2 separate regions of the Zea mays genome follow, and region 1 is linked to region 2. Evidence: chromatin contacts called from public Hi-C data. All regions are on one chromosome and are shown on one strand. Each heading gives the region's core, a stretch centred on a gene start, on an enhancer-like site or on the middle of the called end of the contact. The rest is flanking DNA. Distances are from core to core; before and after follow the strand shown. Region 1 holds the start of LOC103633052 (protein DETOXIFICATION 49). Region 2 holds the start of LOC100272824 (Hydroxymethylglutaryl-CoA synthase).

Region 1 (6,764 bases), core at 4,152-6,651, 600 kb before region 2:
GAGCAAAATTCTGTCTCTATAAGACATTAAGACTATCCACCCGGCCCGCCCTATTGCGTCCTCACCGCCAGTGTGAATGGTCGTGGCGAGCATTTGGAGGAGGAATTGAAATCCGCATGTGTGGGATATCGATCGAGCCGACGACAGCGAGCAGCTCACGTAGCGCGCGCGGGAGAGTGGTCGCATCGGAGGGGCGAAGAGACAAACAGATAGATGGCTCAGGGCCAAAGCTGTTCGGCATCGGTCCATCGCTCTGCACTGCAGATGGCTCGGTCGCCGTCACCTGTCACAGCCAAATCACTCATCCCACCGCCCGGAGTCGTCAGTCGTCACCGTGTTTTCACTTTGCCTTCAGCGCAACCCTCGAAAGAGTTCCTGCCGAACCGCCAATTGCACGTGTGGATACGAGTACTTCCTCGTGTCACAGAATAATTACACAGCTTTTGCGACGAGTTAATTTATTGTATGTTTAACTAGATTTATCTATATCCATACTTACTATATTTAAAGCACCAGTTTCAACGGTCGTCTCGTGTCATCTTTTTACAAATAACCCCTCACAGCTATATCAAATTAATCCGTTGCACGTCGTCTATAGATGGCCAAACGGCGTCCAGGCACGGGCCAGACATCCGCGGGCCACAACTCTAGCTCAGACACGTCATGCCGGTCTGCTGACTGTGCTGGGCCAGCCCGTTAGCCCGTTGGCCCATTTGATTAAATCAGCATAAAATGTTAAAAAACAGTGCGAAAGACACTGGGTGAAACTGTCTTACCAGTAGAACGTCATGCTCAGATGCTTTTAATATTGAATATAAATTATATATATGTATATACGTTTTAAATAAAAAATATAATCATGTCGGACCGGGCCAGCACTACGAACCGAAGCTACAGCCAAAGCACGATGTTCTTGACTCTTGCAAGCATTAGGTTGTTTCTAAGACCATATTGACGCAATGGACACCATGATGTTTAAGGTTGCTGAATTGGATGGAGCAAAAATGATTTGTCACATTAATAGTAAAATGAAAGGTTATTTGTTGGTTTTAAGCGTTATTAATTGCTACGAAGTAGTATCATTTATATGGAGCGCATCCAGTTTTTATTGATGCATGACTTTAGCAATCACTCCATATTTTGATCTATTTTTTTAAGTTTGAGTTCATGTGACTTATTTTAGAAACTTGAGCCCACGAACTTTCTCTTATTTGGTCTTTGTATGGTGGAATTATGTCATTTTATAATCTCTGTTCATTCAGTCAATCGTTGTGATCTTTCTTCTAATCGCTCACTTAATTGGTTCTATTGTACCAAGACATATTACATGGAGTAAACAATAACATCAGTTAGCCAAATCAAAAAATATTATACAGAGAGCGGAGACAATCAATAAAAAAACTTACAGTTTTTTTGTGGATAATTTGCGTGGGTATTATTGTAAGCCGTCACAACGCACGGGCAACCGACTAATATATATATATATATATATATATATATATATATATATATATATATATATATACATATATATATATAAATATATATGATACCGTTGACTTTTTTTGAAAACTTTAACCACACGTCTTATTCAAAATATTTATTCAAAAATATAAATTTTAAGTTAAGCAAAAACTATCTCAAGTGATAAAACAAATCACAAAAATATAAAATGATAACTCATTATTTTTTGAATACGACAAGTGGTCAAAGTTTTTTTTAAAAGTCAATGGTGTCATATATTTATGAATGAATGGAGTACCTTATATAAAGCACCACTTTAAACATTGCAACAGCTACACAAACAAAAGCACCCAGAACCATCTCACCTTTTAAAGCAAGGGACGAGATCAGTTTAAGTCTTTTCTTTGTCTTACTCACTCAAATCTAATGGTCTAGCTTATTTGGATCATCCCTCCCTCATTAGGGATGACAATTTTACCCACGGGTTCGGATATCGGGTACGGGTACGAGCACGAAATTTGACCCGCATGTCTTGCCCGAACCTGACCTGTAGTAAAATCGTGTCGGGTACGGATTTGATTTCTTACCCGCGAGTACCTAACGAATATCCGAAAATAGTGATTTTAGATTTTCGACCTGCCAGTACACTAGCTAGCTGTCCATCCTTGGCAGCTCATCCTACTGCCATCCCTCCCTGTGTGCTAATTATTCTCATCTGGTTCTATTACTAATGCCAGTACGTTTGATAAAGTGATAGTACATAGTACTAGTGCTAGCTAGTACAAGTACTCGAGCTAGGAGAGTGTTACTACACCAGACGACTATGCTAGCTACTCTCTGATCCCGACGAATTGGAAGTTTATCACCAAAAAAAAGTAGCAACACACATCTAGGGCTATATCTGCACGACTTCAATGTGCAACAACATTATGTGCCTCCGGTGATCATGGTGATGTGCGACACTCAGAAATGCACTAGACTTCATTTAGGGAGAATGCACCAAACTGCTATACCCGATGGGTACCCGATATCCGTCCGATACCCGATAGGTACGGACACAGGTACAAAATTTTACCTATGGGTATAGTAATGGGCGGATATAGATAATCCCCGCGGGTATGGTCGCGAGTGGGTATTTACTCTACCCGATCCAAACCCGACCCATTGCCATCCCTATCCCTCATCAATCACGCTCCCCCCACAATCCACTCACATGGTCAACGGTGCCGAGACCACAGTTGGCGGTGGCATACGGGTTAGAGGTGGCGCGCGCGATGTCGACCATCAGGGTAGAGCACACTGGAGTGCAGTGTGGGGGACTCGAGGCTTGTCCCATTCAGGTGCACGATGTTACCGAGGGTGACGACATTGGGGGAAGTTCCTGTGGACAGTGGCAGCGGCGATAATGGTGAACCCATGGCGCAGCGTTGACGATGATGTCGTCGTAGTGGCCAGAGTTGTCGGTGAAGCATACGACGGAGATGACGTGGATGGCTATGTGGAGGCAGCCGAGTGCGCGTGACGGGCTCGTAGAAGAGACTTGGTGTTGTCCGTCGACGAGGGGTGCATCCTGGCCAAAGAAGATGGAGATAAAGTCAGTATTGTCATGGATGGACTCGAAACCCGCAAGGGCAGCGGCGATGCACTTCGCCAACTAGCAACTGTCATAGGTGGGACACCACCATTGGTAGTGCTAGTGGTATAGATGAAGAGGCAGGCATAGGGCTCGAAGCTGCCCACGGCAGAGAGCATGTGATGTCGTGGCCCTCGGTGTCGAGCGTGTGATGTCGTGGCCCTCGGTGTCGAGCGTTTGATTGGTGTCCACCACGATCGGGTTGCTGAGCAGCATGTTCCTGTTGAAGAACCTGGCGCCAATAAGCTTGCGGTTGCAAGCGACACCATGGTTGATGGAGTCCTGGTAGGAACCCTTCCAATGTGCTGGCACTGACACCTTGTTGTCGACTGTCATCATCTCGGTCTTGGAAGAGCATTTTTACTAGTGCAGAGAAAAGTTTCAACATTTGTATTTTATAATATATTAGTTAAAAAATATAGTGTACTATAAAATTTATTTTTTAAAAATTTCTTTATTCTAAATTATAAAACTTTTTAGCTTTTACAAATACATGATTAGCTCTTGATGTCTATATAAATATACATTATGATAGGATATAAAATTAATACTTATAATTATAACAGATGGAGTATTTGTATATAATGATACTTATTGCGAATCATAAATATTAGTACATTTTAATAAAAAATTAGTTATTTTTATATTAATTTTATTATAACATATGAAGTATTTTGTATAAACTTAGTTGGTACCAATAATTATTTTAAAAGTTTATCGAAATTTAGGACTAGGAGAAAACAAAAACAGTTACAGAGATACGAAAACGAAATCGGTAGAAAAAATCGAGAACATGAACGAAAACAGTTTTAGTTTCTCTCTACCGTTTTTAAAATTTACTATATTTATTCGATATTTTCTACCTATAACAATTTGGTTTTTTAGAAAAAATATTAAATCTTAAATTAATCTTTGTAAATTTATAATAAATTCATCTTAACTTAAAAAAATGAAAATAATTTTGTTATTTTTCTAAAATCAAGGTCTATATAATGGCACAAAGTTTAGATTTATTTGAAACTTTTATTGCTCTTATTTATAGTTTCTTACTAATTGTTACTCTCGGTACATATATTCATAGTTCGCATGATACTTATCAGGAGGACACCAATTATGTTGATTACGTCAAATAGTAGAGTATAATAAGAATGTAGGTGACATGTCATCATACACATATTGATTTTATAGCCATATGCTACTATGTTCGCTAGTGCTTTATCTAATTATATGATGATTTCGTTACTTGTACATTATCTTATATTGAATGTGACATCCTTACTTTGTGTTTTAATGTTTTATACATTATTACTTATATTATGATGGGTCAAGTTATATGCTTGTTCTATGCTCTATAGTTTGATGTGTGATATTGTCATCATACACATATTGATGTGTTTTCAATCGAATAGTTTCGTGTTTTGTGAGGTACCGAGTTATGGATTCCTAACTATATGTATGTGTGCTCAGTGCTAATCGCTTGTTTCTGTGAATGATGTATTACTTTAATACTGTGTGAATTATGCTTTCATCCTTTACGAATTTATGACTATTTATATATTATTACTAATTTCTATATGGATGTATGACTTGTGTGAATTATTTTAAGTCAACTGTGAGTATATGTTACAATTATTACTGATCGTATTTTAGATTTTGATCCTGACCGGTGTATTTTTTGTATCGAATTTCTATTTTCGATGATTTCGAATTAATAATGTCGTTTCTGTTTCTGAAGCTATCGTTTCTTTTACTTTTTTTAGAAAAAAAATATGAAAATGGGAATAGTTCTGGTCACCGACCGTTTTCATGCATACACCAATGGGGCTCAGCTTTGGAGTGCGATTGCTAATCGTCACGTAGCATAATGGAGGCGCTGAGTTCGATTGAAGCTTTAAGAACCGAGGAAAGCAGTACATGGACAACAGTTTTTGTTGCTATCGTCACAAAACCCCTCTTTTTTTGCACGTGCGACATCAAGTCGCGCTGATGAATTAGTTGAGATAATGCTTTGCAGCTTTGGTGTATTCGAGTAGAGTACATGCACGGTGTTTTTTGTACTGCTAGTCCTAGTCGGTACGGACCTCTTCTTTTCTTTTTCACACGTTACTAGTAGCAACAAGTTTAGAGTTTGTCGTGTCCTTATTGCGTCCTAGCTGGATCACTCTGCCCTGTGGGCCAAGCGAGCAATCTCCTCGATTTACAATGAACCATTTTCCCGTTGGGCCCATGGAAAATCCAAAAGATAAGAATGTCATACGCTGCAAGCCTGCAAGCATCTATATAAACACTGGCAATGCCAGCTCCCGTCGATGCCACCACAACAGCACACAGACGTGTGGCCCCTCTGCAGCAAAAACCAGAGGCCGCGGCAGGCACGGACGCTTCACGCGCAGGCCGCGGACTAGCGCCATGGCGACGTGCCGGTGCCCCGAGCCGGCGCAATGCCATCACAGGCCGCTCCTCTCGACGGCCAAGGGCTACCCTAAGCTGCACGACCGCCCAAGGCCGGCGCCCGGCAGCGTCCTCGCCGAGGTGGCCGCCATCCTCTGCCTCACCGGGCCAATGGCCGGCGCGGGGATCCTGTTCTACATGCGCTCCCTCGTGTCCATGGTGTTCCTCGGCCGCCTCGGCCAGCTGCCCCTCGCCGGCGGCTCCCTCGCGCTCGGCTTCGCCAACATCACCGGCTATTCCGTCCTCTCCGGCCTCGCCGGCGGGATGGACCCGGTCTGCGGCCAGGCGTTCGGCGCGGGGCGGACGGACCTCCTCCGCACCGCACTCCGGCGCACTGTTCTGCTGCTCCTGGCCGCGTCCGTGCCCATCGCCATGCTCTGGGTGGCCATGAACCGGGTCCTCGTCTCCGCGGGGCAGGACCCTGACATTGCGGCCACGGCGTACGCCTACATCCTCTGCTGCCTCCCCGACCTCGTGCTGCAGTGCTTCCTCCACCCGATCCGTATCTACCTGCGCGCGCAGTCCGTCACGCTGCCGCTCACCTACGGCGCCGCCGCCGCGCTGCTCCTCCACGTGCCCATCAACTTCCTCCTCGTCAGCGTCCTCGGCCTCGGCGTCCGTGGCGTCGCGCTCGGCGGGGTCTGGACCAACCTCAACTTCTTGCTGTTCCTCGTGGCGTACGTCTACCTCCGCGGAATGTACGGCACCCATGACGATGACGGCGCCAAGAAGGGCGCGTCCGTGGCGGCGCCACCAGCCGAGGAGGTGGAGGAGGAGGGCGCCAAGGAGTGGTGGAGCCTGGTGAGGCTGTGCGCGCACAGCTGCATGTCCGTCTGCTTGGAGTGGTGGTGGTACGAGATCATGGTGCTCCTCTGTGGCGTGCTCATCGACCCCAAGGCCGCGGTGGCTTCCATGGGGGTGCTCATACAGACCACGTCGCTGATATACATCTTCCCGCACTCGCTCGGCTGCGCCGTGTCCACGCGAGTCGGGCACGAGCTGGGCGCCCGGAGGCCGGAGCGCGCGCGCCTCGTCGCGCGCGTCGGGCTCGGCCTGGGCGCCGCGCTCGGCCTCGTGGCCTGCGCATTCGCCGTGTCCGTGCGGGGCGTCTGGGCACGGATGTTCACCACCGACGAGGCCATCCTGAAGCTGGCGGCGGCAGCGCTACCGCTGCTCGGCATGGCCGAACTGGGGAACTGCCCGCAGACGGCCGGCT
Region 2 (6,222 bases), core at 2,490-4,989:
GGGCGACGTAGCAATTCAAACGGCACGCGGACTCCCACTAGTGGCCATTTGCGAAGCCGTTGCAGCACTTGGTTTTACCGCCGCCTATTTCCTCGGCCGGCTTCTGGGAATAGAACCTCCGGTACATGGAGTCCACCTTGGTGAGGTAGAATGTGCCCGGCTGCAGGAGACTCGTGTCGCTGCTCGTCTCGAAGTCTTTTGCGCCGTATCGGTGTTCCATCAGCTTCAGCGTCTCAACGAATTTCTCAGGCAAGGTCTGGTTGCAAGTGGTAGGAGAAAGCGGGTCAGCGCAGTCCACAGTGCAAGGATAGATACTGAAGGTCATTGGTCAATTAGAAACAGTGAACGATACGCATGAATGGGAAGGGCTTACCTCATGTCTTGACTGAAGCTTCTCGGTGACACCAAGAACTGAACCTATGTTTGATAGACTGAAGGGATGCTGGCCATTGTTTAGCCTCAACGAAAACATAGTGGATGTCAAGCCGCTGCCGTAAGAGAACATCACAATTCTTTGTCCATTCTGTAAGGAAACACGCCGCTAACTATCAGCTTTCAAGAACGGTGCTTACAGAACAATTCAATAAATAGTTTAAAGGTTCAGGGCTCACCAGACTATCATGCTTGTTATATAGCACAGATGCCAATGCAGCATAAAGGGATGCCGTATACATGTTGCCGATCTGTTTCGGAAGCAGAGTCGTTGGCTGAACTTTGATGCCATACAGGTGCTTTGCGACCTGTTGTGAGGCCTGGAAAGATGGCAGAATAAAATCATCAGACCACGAATTTCCTAAATGATAGAATTTCCTCACAAAATAATAAAATACCTTTTCCAAGTCGCGACTCTGGTAGCTCTCTTCACCAGTCAAATTTGAAAAGGACTGGAGCTTCTCTTTAGCATCATCATCAACATAGCTGGCAAAAGTATAGAAGTTCAGTTGAAACTTATCAAATTGGTCTTGATGTGTAGAGTACCCTCCATCTGACATTGTAAGATTCTAGAGAACTGATTGCTATATACTGTTTCACCTAAGAACTAAGATGAATCGTAAAGTGAAAGTTAACTTTTCTCAGAAAAGGAGGAAGCTCAATAAAAGAGTACAAACCTGCAGTTGCGCATGAAGTCATTGTAGTAAAGTCGAGCAAAACTCTTCTGCACGAGCTGTAATAACAGAAGAGAACTAAGAAAACTTTCCAAGGCCAAATCTAAAATCAACAGAAAAGGGGAAAACTTTCAGATCAGTTATCGATCTTCATTTAAAGCCCTTGGTTATTTGTATCTTACCTTGTTGTATGGAGAATGGAACACAAAATATTCTGCATCTGAAATTGAGAATTGTTTACCCGCAATCTTCTCATACCTAGTTTAAGAAGGGACATAGGGGAAATTTTAAGCAAATCGAAGCTAATTATTATTAAAAGGAAAGTGAAAAAGGCACAGCAGCTCACTTGTTGCAGAACTGTCTGTAGCATGAGTCAAGAGCCATCAGGTAGCATGTTTGGGATAATTTACCATCAACAACCTGGAATAAAGGTGCTGTTGTAAAAATGTTGAACTCTGAGATGGATAACCAGAAACATTCACTAGGGTCTGGACTCTGAAGTTCACAGGAATGCATATAAAATAAAAATAGCATAAATGATTTTATGAATAAAAAACTAACCGGATATTCACTTGCAAGATCAGGTTTGTAGAAATCATAAACATGAGCCATATGAGAAGCTCTATATTTGCTCTCGAAGGAAATCGGAGCATTAGGACCAATGAGCATTGCTATAGCAGCAGCACCTCCTGTTGGACGAGCTGGTCCTTCCGCATAAACCTGAGCATCACAATAGTCAATAGAGATGTCAGAAAGCAATTGTGTTTTCTAAAAGGAGAAAGCAATTATAAAACTGATGCTTAAAGGGAAGGCTGGATGACAAACCGCGCTGTCCGTGCAAACGACAAGACCATAACGGCCATCCCAGGAGTTACTTTCGACCCAATTCACACAATTCAGTAGGGCTGCTGTCCCACCATAACATGCATTGCTGGAGTCAACACCTTCAATGTCAGTATTATCACTTTCCTGCATTTTGTGAACAGATGCTAACAAAAATCAACTTTTTAGGAAAAAATAAATGAGAAAGGAAATGGACACGTTTTACAAAAAGAGGTGTAGTTAGCATGAAAATATTGTATTTGTACATGTGTGCTGATGCTACTTGGTAGAATTTACAAAGTCAGATGAACAAACCTCAAAAATCTGCATCAGCCAAGTTTTGATGGATTTGCTTTTGTCTATAACTGTTTCACTTCCCACCTCCAAGCGACCAATTAGCTTGGGATCAATCTTGTATTTTTTCAGCAGAGAATTGACAACCGTCAAACTGCAAGCGATTAGCCCTTCAATGAGGATTCAAACAAAAATGTATACCCATATCCAAAACAGCAACTGCATACTCCCTTAGAATACCAACTATATGCATCTCCTGCACAACACAATGTATGCATGGGGATTTTTTCCCCTTTTTGATTTGGTGATAAGGGGATCACGGGAGGATTGGGAGGGATTGAGGGGGAAATAAACTAATTTCCCCCTCAATCCCCTTCAATCCTCCCGGGATCCCGGGTCACCAAATCAGCCCTACTGAACTAGACGGGGAAAAGGATCTATGTGAATATACACATGCAGCAGGCTAAACATTCTTGTTTAATTTATAGGCTATTAAAAAGAACATACCTCATTGAGATGACATCCTCCACCTCGCTGCAAAAGGCCATGCAATCTTGCCCAAGCCCAATGGTGTACTTGCCTTTGCTCGCCCCATCATGGGCCTCAAGTGCTTCCTACATTAAAATGAGATTTTTAAATGAAAACCGTGAGCCTAAATGCTCAATTTAGTTGAAACAAATACCAGCAGATGTGACAGCTAGCCAAATCTTCTCGCGTTTTACTTGAAATGCTCAATTTCCCGTATTTACAGTTGTACACGGATTTTTGGAGGTCAAACTCTCCAAATTTACTGGAGTTTTAAATATTTGAATATAATCTTAAAAACCGCACATCTAGCATTGGTTTGATCTTCAGCGACATTACGCTGCACGGCAATCACGAAAATATAAAGGTTTAGACAGCAAGTGGCGACAGTTCCACCCTTGACACCCATCTGCCAAATACTTTCGTCAGATCCTAAAGAAACACAATCCTTCGACACAGAGAAGCCCCATCTTCCCCCGCACTGCAATGCGCCAAGGCAAAAGGTCCCGGAGACGCGGATCGGAAGCATTAGAGTCGCCCCGCAACAGCGGCGCTCGTAACAGCAGAACAGAAACAGTAACGCGCACAGTTCTTAGCGGGGGAAAAGGATTTTACCTGCTGCACGCAGGAGGGCGGGAAGTAGATGTCCATGGCGAGGATCCCGACATCCTTGCGGTCCATCTCCTCCACTCAAGCCGAGCCCCCTCGATCCGCTCCCTCTCTGGTCGCCGGCCGGTGCCTGTGCGCTCCACTCGAACGGAGCGAGTCAAGGCGTGGGCTCTGCTGTGTCCAGGAGCCCTAGGCGTGCGTCGGACTCTGGCAGGCTGGCGTACCGTCGGGAGGAGGACGGATGGATCGACGATGCGGATCTATGTGTTCGTGGAAATTTTCAGCCGCGTCAGCGTCGTCAGCTCAGCTCGCGCTCGGCGCGGTGGTTGTCACATCTGCTGGATCGATGCGAGATTCCGGCACGGCACGTGAGAGACACTCAGACACAGACACGACAAACGCCTCGAGGCGCCTACTCTTTTTACCAATTTTTGTTAAGCATTTAGGCAACCACAGTAATAACCTACTAATCAATTCTAGGTTTGAGATGCTAAACTTTTTAAAGTACGTTAATTAGATTTATTTTATTATAATTTTTATGTGAGAAATGCCGTTACACCTATTTGAATCGTGCCATTATTTTATTGACATAGTTCGTGTGCCACACATTATTTTATTGAATTACTTTAAATATTCGTGTCCATGTGTTAGCATGTCCTATTGTCACGTGGCCAATTTTTTTTGTTTTTTACTCCCCCATCACAAAATATAATTCATTTTAGACTAAATATACTTTCATTAATCAACCTATGTTTATATTCATTATCCTTCAAATAAATGTGTACAGAAAAAAGATGGGGCTAGGAAGAACTATATTTTAGGAGTTAGGACGAATGGAATACTATTTATCTCAGCACATCAAAATGTCAAAAAAATGTTAGTGTGTCTATGATGTGCCACAAATTATTTTAAATATCCTTTCATGTGGCCAGATTTTTAATATTTCTATTATTTATCTCAGCCCACATCAAAATTGTTAAAAAAAATATGTTAGAATGTCCTATTGCCATGTGGACAGAATTTTTTTCTAGAGAGGTGGGGCGCGAAACTCATAACTCGTGTGCTACTGTGCTCGCACCTGGCGCGCAGGGGTCTAGAACTCGCAATTCCGAGGTTCCTACCTCCTGGTCAGACCACTAATCTGAATTGCAAGGTCCCAACTATGTGCGTGGGCTGAATTATATGGGCTAAAACACATGTATGGGCTGAAAAAAATGTATAGAGGTTGAATTGGGCTAGAAAAAATATATAGGTTGAAATATGTGTGTTGTAGAAATACGTGGGCAGAATTGTGCCGGCCAAAATAATTATATGGGCTTAATTGTGCGGGCTGAAAAAAATTGTACGGTTGCAACCATAAAAAAAGTATATGGGCAAAGAAAATCAAAACGAAAATAATGGCATAGGATTTTGATGCTACGTGGTATTTGCCCATGTGGTAAGGCATATGATTTTATGACAAACAACCAATATCATAAAACTATACAACACTAAAAATGCAATGTTATATATTTGTGACATGAAATATATAGATGTCTTGTAGTAAATTTGTGACGGTGTTTTTTTACGTTAGGATTTTTATCAACTGGTTGTCATAAATCTTAAACCGTGACATTAATTCTATATATTATGACACAAATAGAATGTCAATAAATTGCATATTTCTTTATTATACTAAAGCACCATTTTCAACGGTCATGCTCCGTCATTTTTTTATAAAAAGGCATCCTCATATTTCTTTATAATCTAACCAGTGGTTCCATTTCATTCCCTTTTTCATCCACTCGTAGCACGCAGGCACACAACATGCTTCGCTCAGCCGTGTGGCATCCATGGTGCCTCGTCGGTCGGGTTTATTCCCAATGGCTGCACGAACCCTCCGCGCACAACATGGAGTATACTCTAGACTCATCGTGCTTTGTCGCCACATGATCTCCGGATCTCCCAACGGCTGCGAGAACCCTCCGCACACGACGCGAAGTGTACCGTGAACCCTATAAAAGGCACTTTTGGCCTCCCGGTCTCGCGTTGCGCCGTTCCATGCCCCCATAGATTTGGGGCTGGTGGTGGTGCTTTCGTTTCATGTGCTCTCCCTATCCACCAACACCAATAGAGCCATGAGCAGAGGGATGCAGCTGGAGAGCCTACTGGCTAGCAGCAGCAGGAGCAGGGCAACACGCAGAGGACGAGCATGTTTGTGTGGATAACCTCGTTGAGCACCTTGGACTCCGTTGCCCAGGCATCCCTGCACCGGGCGCCTTCTATGGGGTGAGTTGGAATCGTATTTGCATCCGACCTAAGTGTGGACTATCTACCTTTTGTTAAATATTTAACATGTACCGTTTATGGATCTATGATTTATTCTTTTTGTGAGTGGCAATTGTTCTTATCAATGGACTATATACTCACTTTGATATTAAATTTGTTTTTTATGAGTGTCAAATATGATTGTTTGCTGTCGCACGTACATGTATTGTACTAGTCTTACATAATGGCGAGATCCATGACACCCACAACATAGTATAAGAACAATCAATACATAACATGGTCTAAGTGAGAATATCATTTATCAAAAAGGAAAAAGAAATGAAATACCATTGGTTCACTACTTGAGCATCAGTTTGAGCTATCTACTAATAAATCGACGACGGCATGGGGCGCTGAAACTTACAGCAGTAAAGCCTTTGTCAAGATGATCGCAAAAGCCAAAACTACTCCAGTCCAATCTACCTCGTCATCAGGGAAGACGTGAATATAATTGAAATTGGAGGATTTTAGGGACGGTTTGCCCTATACTTAAGGCACCAAAAATTGTCATGTATTTTTACCACACTTGTCTAAGGTTAGAAGTTTAAATTCTGCCCCA

The links. A called contact is a pair of places that touch in the nucleus more often than the background predicts.
Region 1: a contact with region 2 is called in a Hi-C map of leaf, with 8 times the contacts expected there. The contact joins the promoter of LOC103633052 here to the promoter of LOC100272824 in region 2. A contact is called at or near these places in 2 of 25 Hi-C or Micro-C datasets (endosperm and leaf).

The regions. Positions count from the first base shown.
Region 1 is chr7:147,650,964-147,657,727 of Zm-B73-REFERENCE-NAM-5.0, reverse strand. LOC103633052 (protein DETOXIFICATION 49) reads left to right here and starts at 5,401. Exons shown (of 1, transcript XM_008654737.4): 1 at 5,401-6,764. The coding sequence starts at 5,507.
Region 2 is chr7:147,047,674-147,053,895 of Zm-B73-REFERENCE-NAM-5.0, reverse strand. LOC100272824 (Hydroxymethylglutaryl-CoA synthase) reads right to left here and starts at 3,739. Exons shown (of 12, transcript NM_001147277.1): 1 at 3,363-3,739; 2 at 2,730-2,836; 3 at 2,244-2,376; 4 at 1,932-2,075; 5 at 1,668-1,826; 6 at 1,453-1,526; 7 at 1,289-1,364; 8 at 1,110-1,165; 9 at 831-918; 10 at 612-752; 11 at 374-523; 12 at 1-256. The coding sequence starts at 3,428. The coding sequence ends at 38.